2 separate regions of the Mus musculus genome follow, and region 2 is linked to region 1. A link is a contact called in public Hi-C data. All regions are on one chromosome and are shown on one strand. The core of a region is the stretch at or near the end of the contact, and the rest is flanking DNA. Distances in the headings are between cores, read along the strand shown. Region 1 overlaps Reps2 (RALBP1 associated Eps domain containing protein 2). Region 2 has its middle 26 kb from the start of Gm15201.

Region 1 (3,058 bases), core at 529-3,028:
CAAGACCCTAACTCAAGAAAAAAGGAGAAAGAAAAAAAAGAAAAGAAAGACATTCTCCTTTAAGGTCAATACAGATGAGTTTTACCCTCAAGTTGTAATGCAAGATTGTTTCTTCAGCTGAACCCCAGATGTAGTACTTGGCTATGTTTTAGAGATCCCATGGTATAAAAATATGTGCCTTTAAACATGAGAACCACACAAACTGGGGAGGCATGTTTACATTAGGGAAGGGATTGGAGGGAATCCTCTCAAAACTCTCTAAGGTGTGGCCTGCAGGTTCCTGCAGAGTATGTTCTGTTTCTGTGGAGAGGAAATCTTGAGTGGGTAGAACTCTGATCAAATTTAGCAGTGAATCTTCCGTTTCACAGGGGTAGGATGGGGCTCACTGGACCCTTCCTACCAAGCTCCCTGGAAGCATGGCCGTGATCCCTTATTTGGATTTGTGATCTGTCTTCTAATCTCTAGATTTCCTTTCTGCTGAGAAATATGCTTCTTGAACCCTTCACTTGACAAATACTTAGTGAATACCTATAAAGTACCAGATACTATATTAAATGATGTTGGCCATCAGTAGGCCCCACCCTTGTGGACCTTTCAGGCTACTGTAGGACACAAGTATTAATCAAGCTATCACAAAGACAACATATGGTTATAGTATATGATGTGAATGAAAATTATGCTGCACTTTGAAGGTGAAAAAATGGCAATAGAATATAACCTAGACTTGCAGACAGGTTAGTCAAAGAAGACTTCTTTGGGGAGTAACATAGAGTTGAAGTGGGAAGGATAACAGAAGTATTAGCTAGGTAAGGTGGTAAGGATGGGGAACAGATCAGAAAGCAGACAGAGCTGCATGTACACAGACATTTTCTATGTACTTAGAATTTTGTGCACATTAACTCAGCACTCACCACTGTCTTCTGGGATTGCATCATAGCTAACATTTTAGATGACAAAGCTGAAGGTGTAGATGCCTTATTGAGTTTTCCAAAGATCACAGCTGGGAAGTGGATGGGCTAGAGTTCAAGCAGTGGACACCATTCCTCAGCTACTGGCTCCGGAACTGGATGGTACTGTCATCTGTTAAGCAAGGAAGGACTGGAAGAAACGGTGCTGAGAACAAATCCCAGCTGTAAGTTCAGTGTTGAATGCCAGCCCTGGAGCTTTGGAGAGACCTCAGAGGAGGTGAACAAGAGTTCTGTGTTTCTATGGGTCTGAATTTGGGGGACAGCTGAGGCTGGATATGGATGTTTGGCAACAACTCACTATTGGGAAGCACAGGAAAAACAAAACAAAACAAAACAAAACAAAACAAAACAGGTTCTGCCCAGGGCCCCCCTGACTCCACATGACCTGGAGCAAGTTCCTTTCCTTTTTTGTTGCATTAACATCACAGTATGGATTTAGCAATATATCCTAGCAGTATGCCAGTGTGACTCTCTCAATGTTTGTTTGTTCTCCTACCACCTGTTGGAAGCATGGCCTTCTATTTAGGATGATAGCAAGGGACCTTTCTTGCCCAGGATGGCAGTCTGTGGTTTTTGTGGTGGGTGTATTTTCCTTTCTTCAGCTCTTAGGTTTCCTTCTTGTGCCTGTCAGTCTGGTTTGGCTGAACTCCATGTTACAGAAAGCAAAATGCCAGTTTGAATTAGTCATGGGGATGAGATTTGAAGTGAAGGTTCTTGGTGGTGGGGGATTAATATTTATTGGGTATAGTGCTAAGCAAGTTAGAGTGACTAATTCCCCTCATGGTGCCATGTCCCTATGCTGATGACAATCTATTCTCTTTGTTCTAGCTGTATTTGTCACCTTCTGTTCAAACCTTTCCTGCAAACAGTGGGGTATTGCAGCTATAGTTCACTGGTAAAGTGCCAGCTAGATCAGCATAGCAAAAACCACGTCTTTCATTCCACAGCACTTCCTAAACTGGGAACAGTAGTACACAGCAGGAAGACCAGCCTCAGCCTGAGACTCTGATTTCAAATCACTGCCAACACCATAAATAAGTTAGAGGGGACATGGCCTCAGAGTCCTAGTGCAGACCTTTAGGGACCCATGGCCAGTGCTATTATAGCCCATGGGTTTAGCATTTTGGAGGTATTTATGTCAAATTCTATACTTTGGAATTGTTAGTCTTTTTCCTGAATATTTTAGTCACTTTTTTGTTCAAAGAATAGATATGTTTCCTCATTAAAGTTTCAGACAGTGCTTTGGTGAATAGATGGGGTTTTTAAAAATCAATCGCAAGTCTTTGGCTTTACCTGGTAACAGATCTTCAGAGGTCATTTGTGGTTTGCATTTCTCATAAGCCAGTCTGTACATTTTGCATGTAGATTATGACTCAGTCTTCATAACATTTAGAACTACAACTTCTGCTTTCACTTGTTTCTTTGTTTTACTAGGATTGTTGAAAACCACATTGGGTATAACAGTCTTGATTCTTTGGCTACCTTTGCTGCAATATCTTAACTGCCTGCTCCTAATGCAGTGGTCCTTGAAATCACTTGCCTTGTTACTGTTCTTTAGCTACTAGGGTGTGGTGTTGATGTGTCACCATCTGCCAAACAGTCTTAGATGGCTCCCTGTGACTTTCAACTGATTGATCTTCCTCACAGAAGAGCTCCCAGCCTCACTCTTCTTGTTCTACCACCCATTACCATGGACCAGAATGTTGGTCATTGTCTTTAACTCCTTCACCCCTCATGCTTATTCAGTTACCAAGTCCTGAGCATTCTATGTGCGAGAGATGCTGACCTGTTCTGCTTGACTTGGTCCAGGCAATTATCATCTGTCAGGGAATCTGGGCTATTAACCCCTATCGTGTCACCTTCTAGCCAGCATCCTCTTGCAGACAATGTTCTTTGGGTGGTGGTCGTGGAGGATCTCACTACGTAGCCTTGCCTGGGATGGAATTTTATGTATAGACCAAACTGGCTTAGAACTCAGCACCTGTGCCTGTCCCTGCCTCCCAAGTGTTGGGATTAAAGGTATCTGAAACCATGCTTGGAAACAATAGAGACCCTACAAATACAATCAGGCAAGAGATTTAAATATTTTA
Region 2 (3,094 bases), core at 388-2,887, 170 kb before region 1:
AGTCTTTCTTACAGCCCGATCTTGTGGAGGCAGGCATTTTCTCAGGTGAGGTTCCCTCCTTTCAGATGACTGTGCCAAGTTGGCATAGAAACGAGCCAGCACATAGCCAGGCATGATAGCACTCACTTTTAATTTCAGCACTTAGGAGGCAGAGACGGGTGGATCTCTATGAGTTTGAGGTCAGCCTGGTCTACGTAGTGAGTTCCAGGACAGTCAGTAACATAGTGAGACCCTGTCTTGAAAAAACAAAACAAAAAACTAGCCAGCACAGCTGATTTAGGCATTTTTTTTCTCATAGCTAAATCTTTCTCATGGAATTAAAGTTTACTTGAAATTTATACATAATTGTAGGATTGTTTATATGAACCAAGTAAGTCAAGCAGTCTCAAAGCATATATAATTTGTGAGGTTTTTATGTTGTTTTTTCTTCCTTCCCTTTTTTCTTTTCTTCTCCCTTCTTTTCCCTTAGAGTCAGCATCTCCTATATTCTAGGCTGGCCTTGAATTTGTTATGTAGCCAAGAATGACCTGGCACTTCTGCTCCTCCTGCCTCCATCTCCTGAGTTATGGAATTATAAATAAATGTTACCATACCTGGCTCTATTTCATTTTATTGACTTTTAAAATAAGTCCTAAAGACCCCTGAAATCCTAGAAACTCCATAGCAGTTTTATGGGAAAAAAGCCCTGCTGTAGTTTATACTGCCAGCAGGGTCATATAGCCTTAACAGAAGTCAACCAAGCTTAACCTGACATGTAGAAATCACATGTTAAGAGGACAAAAGGGGGGCTGGCGAGATGGCTCAGCGGGTAAGAGCACTGACTGCTCTTCAGAAGGTCCTGAGTTCAAATCCCAGCAACTACATGGTGGCTCACAACCACCCATAATGAGATCTGACGCCCTCTTCTGGTGTGTCTGAAGTCAGCTACAGTGTACTTATGTATAATAATAAATAAATCTTTAAAAAAAAGAGGACAAAAAGGAAGACTTGAGCAATTTCCTTTGAAATGGGTACCCATTAGGACTTATAACAGCAGGGGCTGGAGAGATGACTCAGGGGTTAGGAGCACTTGTTTTTGCAGAGGACCAGGATTCAATACCCAGCATCCACACGGTAGTTCACAATCATCCATAGATCGAGTTCCAGGAGTCATATGACACAAACATACACGTGGGTAAAAACACTCAGGCAGATAAAAGACACAAAATTTTAAAATCCAAGTTTGATCCACAGGACCCACATGATGGAAGGAAAAAGGACTTCCACAAATTCACACATGTTGTAGCATGTCCTCCTTTCAAAAATAAATAAAAATGTAATAAAACTTAAAAAAAAGAAGCCAGACATAGTGGTATATACCTTTAATCTCACCCTGGGAGGTACAGGCAGGCAGCTCTCTCTGAGTTTGAAGACAAACCTTGTCTAGGTAGTGAGTTCCAGGCCAATGAAGGCTACATAGAGAGACCTTATCTCAAATCAATTAAAAAAAATCTTACAACACTTAACATGACAAAAATCAATTATTTAAGAAAAGTGTAATAGTGTTTCTGAGAGAAATGAATGCGAAGCACCAGGATTCAGGGTGGAACTGTTACTATTTGGAATGTCTATTTTTAACACGGCAAATGGCTTAGTTCTCATTTCTTTTTGTTTGACAGCTTGTGGTTAGCTTTGCAAGACTAGCATTTTCCCTAATGGGAGTTTTAAAATTATAAGCACAAGAATTTGGTCAGGAGCTTCCACATTTCATAGACTATTTGAGAGCTTCAAAATGGCATTTAAATTGGACCAAGAGGTGAGCATGGTAGCTCATACCTGCAATGCCAGCAATTTGGTAGGAAGAGGTAGAAAGGTCAGACCTTTGAGGCCTCTTGGCTACATAGTGAGTTTAAGACCATCCTGGACTACATAGTTTCACCCTATCTAAAAAAGGAAAAAGTAAAAGATCAAATCAAACCAAAACATATCACTACCACCACCAAAACCAACCAACCAAGCAAACCCCCAAAACCTCACGAAAGCCCCCCCAAGTCCCATTAATCATCACCGCCACCACCATCACCACCACCACCACCACCACCATCATCATGTACAGTAATCCCAAACTTGAGAGGCTGAGACAGAAAGGTCATGAGGTTAGGGCCAGCTTGGACTACAGAATGAGACTCTATCTCAAAACAAACAAACAAACTAACTAACTAAATAAATAAACTGGACCGAGGAGAAAAATGTAATGATATTTTAGTGATTTTTTTTTTTGAGACAAAGTCTCACTATGTAGCCCTGGCTGGCCTGGAGCTATCAGACATCCACTTGCCCCTGCTTCCCAAACTGCTGGGATTACGGATTCATGCCACTGTGTTTGAGCCCTAAATTCTAGTCTTTTAAGCTCCAAAGAGAGATGAAGGCATCTATATTTCGTTCATCTTCTTAAAGCAATAAGAAGTACATGGGAGAATTGTTTTTTATAACTTTGCCAAAATAAGTCTCTCTCTCTTTTTTAGATAAGGTCTTAACATGTAACTCTGGTTGGCGTTGGCCTGGAGCTCATTATATAGATTGGACTGGCCTTGAACTCACGGAGGTCCATCTGGAGTGCAGGGACTATGGGTGAATGCTATCATGCTGGGTTAAGTCTTTTTGAAACAAAAGAAGAAACTGCAAGATCTCAAGCACCCAGGCTGCCCTTGAGCTCACTGTGAAGCTGAGGATGGCCCTAAACCTCTGATCCTTCAGTTTCCTCTCCCAAGTACTAGAATTACAGCTCCACAGTCCCATTCCTAACTTAAAAAAAAATAGTTGGGTGTGGGTCCATGCCCTTTTTAAAAAAAGGCTTATTTATTTTTTTTATGTATATGAGTACACTGTAGCTATCTTCAGACACAGCAGATCCCATTACAGATGGCTGTGAGCCACCATGTGGTTGTTGGGATTTGAACTCAGGACCTCTGGAAGAGCAGTCGGTGCTCTTAACTACTAAGCCATCTCTCCAGCCCCCACTCCTAACTTTTTAGTCTTCTTTTTTTAAAAAAGATTTATTTATTATTATTATACATAAGTACACTGTAGCTCAGATCTCGTTATGGGTGGTTGT

Evidence for each region. A called contact is a pair of places that touch in the nucleus more often than the background predicts.
Region 2: a contact with region 1 is called in a Hi-C map of bone marrow-derived macrophages, with 3 times the contacts expected there. The contact joins two enhancer-like sites. A contact is called at or near these places in 15 of 484 Hi-C or Micro-C datasets (the G1E-ER4 cell line, the N1E-115 cell line, bone marrow-derived macrophages and 8 more), 1 of 115 datasets of contacts at active chromatin or transcription factors (fibro-adipogenic progenitors) and 1 of 9 other capture datasets (adipose tissue).

The regions. Positions count from the first base shown.
Region 1 is chrX:162,541,476-162,544,533 of GRCm38.p6, reverse strand. The region is part of intron 5 of Reps2 (RALBP1 associated Eps domain containing protein 2); the gene reads left to right. Among named protein-coding and RNA genes, the nearest start is that of Reps2, 100 kb to the left of the region's middle. Within about 2 kb of position 1,778, at least 7 of the 459 cell types and tissues checked have an H3K27ac peak or open chromatin away from gene starts, as enhancers often do. A contact at or near this core is called in bone marrow-derived macrophages, where this site is marked.
Region 2 is chrX:162,708,979-162,712,072 of GRCm38.p6, reverse strand. No RefSeq gene overlaps it. Among named protein-coding and RNA genes, the nearest start is that of Gm15201, 26 kb to the left of the region's middle. Within about 2 kb of position 1,637, at least 2 of the 459 cell types and tissues checked have an H3K27ac peak or open chromatin away from gene starts, as enhancers often do. A contact at or near this core is called in bone marrow-derived macrophages, where this site is marked.